2 separate regions of the Anas platyrhynchos genome follow, and region 1 is linked to region 2. The links are chromatin contacts, called in public Hi-C maps. All regions are on one chromosome and are shown on one strand. Each heading gives the region's core, a stretch centred on a gene start, on an enhancer-like site or on the middle of the called end of the contact. The rest is flanking DNA. Distances are from core to core; before and after follow the strand shown.

Region 1 (3,127 bases), core at 12-2,511, 67 kb after region 2:
TGACTCAGGCTTCTCTTGGAGGCTGTCAGCATCTACCATTTTCTCCTGCCCTTTTTTTCACATGATTTCAAAATAATTTTAAATGATTTTTTAAATGAAAATTTATTAATTAAGCGGCTTTGCGGGCTGGGCTGGCTGGTGTTGAGTGCTTCCCACATTCTGTTATACGTACCTCCTTCAGGACTACTTCCACATTGCCCCTGCTCCCTCTAAGAGAAGACAGAGAGGCCAACAAATCTCGGTGGGATCACCTTGGGATATGGCTGCTGGTGGTGGCAGCTCCCACCTAGGGGCACAGCTCTGGTGTGGGGGGCCTGAGGCTGGGACCACCCTGTCCCATCGCCTGGCTGCTCCCCCTTTGACGGCAAACATCCCCATTTTTCTCTCGGACACCTCTCTTGTTGGTTGTCACACTGGCTGACACTGCAATATTTATCACTGAGTCATGCAAAAATTCCCCCTCTTGTGTAGTTTTATAAAATCCCATTGTAAAGCTATCATCTGGCAATGTTTGCTAGGCTGGGTGAAAAGGGCATATTTACTTCCTCTTGGAAATGAATTCTTTGCAGCCTCTGGGATCTTTACACGGGAAACTACGTAGCAAATGGAAAGTAAAGGCTTTTCTTTTTGGAAAAAGAAGTCCGGAGAAGTCTGCAAAACCTCATATGAGTATGAAAACTGAAAGTTTTTGGATGGCTGTGGTGGAGGGGAGAAGTGAAAGCCACAGCGTATTAGCCTGAAGAGAAAAAGAAATGAAACCAGGAATGATCTTGCAGAAGGGCGCCTCTAGCTTTATCTGTGTGCTGTTTGGCCGTGGGCAATAACTCATGGCCCACGGATGGGGACAGCACCCGTGTCATGGGCAAGGGAAAGGTCTGGTGGCACACGGCAATGCTGCTTAGTCAGGGAACAGCAGAATGGACAGAAAAAAAAATCACCCATAAAAGCATTTCAGATTCTGTATATTTCCTCTGTATTTATAAAAATTGGAAGGTGAATTAGTTACCAAAGGAGTTGTCGATGCCTTTTGCTAAAAGGGACAGTTTTCAGAAGGGTTTTACCCTACTTCAGACTTTCTGGATGACAAAGAGGGGAAGTGATTCTTTCCCACACTTAGCCATACACAAGTGAGAAAGAAAATACTCCAGAGGTTTAGCTCTGGTCAAGCCGCTGCTGGAAAATGCAGAAGAGAAGAAGACCGCTGCTGCCTGCCAAGCTGAAATTTGCAGGGGAGGATGGATGGATGTGCTAGCAGTTAGCCACACTCAGACATAATAACCGTCATAAGACTTCTCCACTGGGACCCGGAGATAAGCAGCATGTTGATCCAAGATAGGGATTGTTTAAATGGGTTGAGAAATTTAACCACAAGATGGAAACCAGCTCTGTTAAGTGCAGGAATAGGGAAGTGCTGTGTTTGACCTGCCATAATGGCTGGAAATCTGTGGCAGCGAGGAATAACATTTGTTTTATGTTAAACGACAGACTTGGTTTGGAAACACAGTTCATATGCTGGTGTCATCCAGCTGGTGACACGGACTGGGCTTTCCTTGCTCGTTCAGAAGAGCTTACTGCAGAATTTGGGGCTGGCTTCTGGGAAAAGGAGAGGCTGCTGCCTTTCTGCCTTATAGTGGATTTGGGGTTGAAATTGGCTGTTAAAGGTCTGATGGAGCCATGGAGGTGCAGTATGGTGTACACGAAATGAATGCTCTTGCAGAAGAACCAGAGGTGGAAGGCCAGCTAGCAGAGTGAGCACAGGCTTCAAAACATGCAATGTGCATTCAAATTGTGCTTCAAAAACATGCAATGTTGCATTTTGCCCATGCAATGGGCAAATCACGGACCTTTCTGGGATGGAGAAAAATAGTGTAGGTGTGAGTTTTTGTCTGGTTTGCTACAAGAGGGACTCGTGGGCTTCTCTTTCCCATTTGACCTCTTGTTGGCTTTCCAGGTGGGTCCAAGTGGATGAGAAGCCCAATGACTCCAAAGCATTTGGGGATACACACTGCACATCACTTTGCTCTGCTCCCCTTTGTTTGGCTGCAGTCTGAGCTCTTTGCAGAGGATGTGAAGAAAATGTAAGGGTCACCAAGAGGAGAGTTACAGAACCTACACTTCCTTTCCGAGACCCATAATGAATGATTATGGTATTGTTGGTACCTATCCAACATATATTATCTATCAATTTATGTTTTGCAACTGGAAAACCTTTAAAAAAATTAATATATGTAAAATAAAAAATATCACTTATAATTTAAATAACATTGTCGAGCTCAGTTGATGATGCCACCTAGTACAGAGATTACCTGACAGTTCTCTTACTGGAACGTATTTCTGTTCTTTGAAGTTTTATCTAGTTTCAGATATTCGTCCTGGCACTTTCTAGTACAAGAGACTGGGACAATGGACAGGACTTCTCGCCATGCCTAGGAAAGGTGGAAGCTGGGCTGTGGCAGGTGGTCGGGCAGGCAGTGGATGATGAGAGGAGGCAGCTCATGGAAGAACTGGGGGTGGTGGGACCAGGGAGCAGGCTGGGACTGGGCAAAGAGCGAGAGCGACGGAGCTGACACGAGCCGCCTTATGGCAGCCCAAACCAGGTGTGTGAGGACAGAAGCAAGAATGGGATGGGGAAGGGAATGGACTTGAGAGGAGGTGGGGTTTAGGCTGTCACATCTGAGGAACTGAAACCGTGATGTGAGGCTGGGGAAACAGGCACTGGACACTTCTGCACTGGAGGTGTGAGGGCATGTCCAAACGCCTGGGAGGACAGGACTGGGGGTCCCTCATGGCATCTGGGCTCCTTCCAGCACCAAAACCTGGACATACACCGCCTCTCTGCTTGTTTTCTCTAGAAGAGAAGCCCAGGCATGCTTATTAGAAGGGAGCAAGGCTGCTCTGCAACAGGAACACAAGCTAAGTAATGGGGGCCTTTGGGCACCATCTGACAGGATCTAGGCACTGCACGAACATTTGGAGGCGAGGAGAGTAGGCACGGCCTCAGGACAGAGCTGCTGGGCAAGGATGGAGGGGAAGGAAGACCAAAAGGAGAGGGGAGCCAGGAGAATGTGAAGGTGCTGCCTCTCACCTGCAGAGGACTCCAGAAATCCCCAAGTCTGAGCATTGTGAA
Region 2 (3,280 bases), core at 373-2,872:
GGGGAGTCAGTAGGGACTTGCTCAGTCTGACATTAAATGTGTGGCAGAGTCCATACCTTAGGTGTGACAGACCTTGTGTTTCAAGTGCTGGAGCACGCTGCTCAAAGGGAATGTTTTAAGCACGTAGTGTAAGGGTGATTATTTTTGCCTACCAATCTCTTCCAGCTGCTTTAAAGCCCATAATGGAAGTGCTAAAGAGACTCCAAATACAGTTTTGTACCTTTTTAACAAAAATGAGATCCAGCACCAAGACTGCACATCTCCAGCAGAGGCAGGCTGGACACTCTGCGTTCAGCCCACTCCTCTGGAATAAGTCAGAGAGTTTGAAAATTTTCTATCCCTGTAAAAGCGATGTTTCCTTGATGTCATCTTCCCTGTCACAGCATCGACATACCAGCCCATGCAGGAGGCTAGTGGCGTGGTGGCCTGGAGGGCACTGCTGCCTGTGAGAGCAATTAATTTCTTGCTGACTGCCTTTCCAACAGGACTTCAAGAACGGATGAGGAACCACTGTAAAGGTGGTATAAATTTATCAGAAGGCAGCTGTTTGCTGCTGGGTGCTGTTTTTGTGGGGGGAGAGATGCGCAGTCCTGCAGCTGCCAAGCCACGCCACTTGTCCCCGAGGTGGCCGTGGAGCTGGCTGAGCCCTTGGGCATGCGAGCGCCAGGAGGACAGCTCCGGGGAGCCAGCTTGCAAGCGGCCACACTGCCTCTGGGGAACGCTGCCTGGAGTGGCAGTGTTTGGGGATTTTTAAATTAGCTTTAGCAAAGCAGATTTATGATCTTTAGAGGGAAAATGCAGATTTTTCAATAGTCTGTGGACTGGCAAATCTTGAAAATTTTAAATAGAAACAAAAACTGTTTGCATTCTAGCCACTATTGCCCATATTTCCCCAAGCTTTAATTGCTTAGATAATTGTGGGAAAAGATGTGAAATCCTCTTTGAATAGGGCTTTTTCTCCAAATGAGTGCCAGGATGAGCGCTTGGAAACCCCCTTCAGTCAACCTTCCTGGGTCAGCTCCTGCAAAGCAGTCCCCAGGCAGCTAAGGACATGACTCACATTACAGCAGCTGCAGAGTAACTGAGCTAGCCACATGGTGGAGCCAGTTTTGGGGAGAGGAAGGTCAAAACATCCCGAAAGGTGCTGCTGGCGTTAGGAGAAGAGATGTTGCCCCCCCGGGCTGCTTGTGCTCTCGCAGACAGAAGCGAGCAGCAGGCCTGCACACAGAGAATGGGCCCAGTTTTCAGCAGGGGAGGGATTTAGCAAATGTAAATAGGAGGGCTTGGATGCCAGTGGGCACAGGACCCCAACCACAGACCCAACAAAACCGTAAGATTTGTGAACTTTTTTTTCATTTTCTTGGTGCATGAACACCATGGCTAATTTCCACCTGGAAAGTATTTCCACAGGACTTAAGACACAGAGCAAGGATGTGCTTGTGACAGTTTCTACAACCACCATTCTCTGTGACCACGAAGCATCTGGCCTGCAGCATCGCGTGTTCCCAGCAGGAGCAGATGGCTGCAGCAGCTTTTTGGGGGTAATTTCCACATTCACTGGGGGAAAATCCTCCCAAGGCTGCTGGTTCTCAGGCAAGCAGCACGGAGCCGCCGTTTGGAGGCTGGGCCCGCAGGTGGCAGCACGGCACCATCGCAGAGTCGGAGAATGGCTCGGGATGGAAGGGACCTCAAAGATCATCTCTTTCCAACCCCCTGCCATGGGCAGGGATGCCACCCACCACATCAGGTTGCCCAGGGCCTCATCCAGCCTGGCCTTGAACACCTCCAGTGCTGCAGGCACCGCGCTCCTTTCTGCAATTGCCCATCTCTGTCTTTCCCCTCGAGGTAACCATGTATTCACACCCCTGTCCCAACCAGACACTTCATTTTAAGGGAGCAACACTTGTTTCTGCTGAAGTCTCATTCCAGTTATCCTTTTTTATTTTTTATTTTTTTATTTTTTAGAGAGAGGGCTTTTTTAGAGAGAGGACTAAAGGGCTGCGAGCCGTGAGTGAGCACAATGGGCATCCCTTAGGGAAAGGGAGTAGCGGAGATGTTGTTAGTTCCTATTGAGGGGCGATGCCAAAACTTCACAGGATCGGGCTTTATATGACCGGACATATTTAGCATTTCAGCAGTACTGTAAATGAGGATGTGCCTTTTCCTGTGATTGTCAGCCTTTGATGGAACTCTTGGTATGTGGTGAATAATATTACAATACTGTACTTTCTTAAACGTAGAGGACATAACAAAGGCCCACCCACAAAGGTCAGATGGGTCTGACTCACTGTTGTTAAGAGTTATGAGACTTCCATTTATTATAACAATGACTTGTTTAAATAATGAAGTCAATGAGTTTCTTGCCTTTGTGGAAGTTGTCATTTTACTATGGAAGGGACAATGCAGAGTTTTGGAGTCCAGCTACAAACATGGGACAGATACTATTGGATTAGATGGTCATTTAAGATAAATTAAAGCCACTGATGGAAACAGTGGAATATTATTTACATTCACTAATTGTGTGTTTACTAGCTACCCCGTATATTTGGAAACAGAAATATGTCTTTAAAGTATGCTTGCTAATAACCAATAATCTTAGAAATTACATGAAGCAATAACACCATTAAAATTCAATATTGTTAGATATTTTGCTTTCTCATTTTATCACAGTGAATCACCTTAGACAAAAATTACAGTTCTCATTTTTATATCACTTTTACTCTCCAGAGCTCTTGGAAAAGCACAGTATAGGTCCACTGTATTTGTATCTACATTGCATTGGAACATTTATGGGGATCTCATCAGGAGAAAAAGAGCTTGAACCACCATCACAAATAGCAATGAAATCATTATTAATGAAAGAAATTAACAAAAAGCAATCTCTATTTTTTTTTTAAAGATAATCTTATGCATTTGAAAGCCATTTTTGTGTAATTAGGTTCCCAGTTTTACTGATATGTTCACTTAAACCCAGATCTTCATAGAATCATCAGGGTTGCAAAAGACCTCCAAGATCTAACCATCAACCTGACCTGAGTCCCATTGCTAAACCATGTCCCTTAATGCCAAGTGCACACATCTCTTGCATTTCAGTTTTGAAATCTAGGGCAAGTCCATGGGCAAGTACCTAAATATCCTGTTGGAGTCAGACATTCATCTCCTGATAATACAAACTCATTAATCTCTACCTAACTCTGTTACAGTGAAAAGTCTGTTTGTCAATCTATAAAAGAAAAAAGCAATGAAAGGCAAAACTTCTTTCTCACCTTTAAATAACAAA

The links. A called contact is a pair of places that touch in the nucleus more often than the background predicts.
Region 1: a Hi-C map of F1 follicle shows a contact between it and region 2, with 2.8 times the contacts expected there. The contact joins two enhancer-like sites. A contact is called at or near these places in 5 of 8 Hi-C or Micro-C datasets (F1 follicle, liver, skeletal muscle and 2 more).

The regions. Positions count from the first base shown.
Region 1 is chr1:32,794,425-32,797,551 of IASCAAS_PekinDuck_T2T, forward strand. No RefSeq gene overlaps it. Among named protein-coding and RNA genes, the nearest start is that of SLC38A1, 14 kb to the left of the region's middle. Within about 2 kb of position 1,262, at least 3 of the 8 cell types and tissues checked have an H3K27ac peak or open chromatin away from gene starts, as enhancers often do. A contact at or near this core is called in subcutaneous adipose tissue, where this site is marked.
Region 2 is chr1:32,727,174-32,730,453 of IASCAAS_PekinDuck_T2T, forward strand. No RefSeq gene overlaps it. Among named protein-coding and RNA genes, the nearest start is that of SCAF11, 11 kb to the left of the region's middle. Within about 2 kb of position 1,623, at least 1 of the 8 cell types and tissues checked has an H3K27ac peak or open chromatin away from gene starts, as enhancers often do. A contact at or near this core is called in subcutaneous adipose tissue, where this site is marked.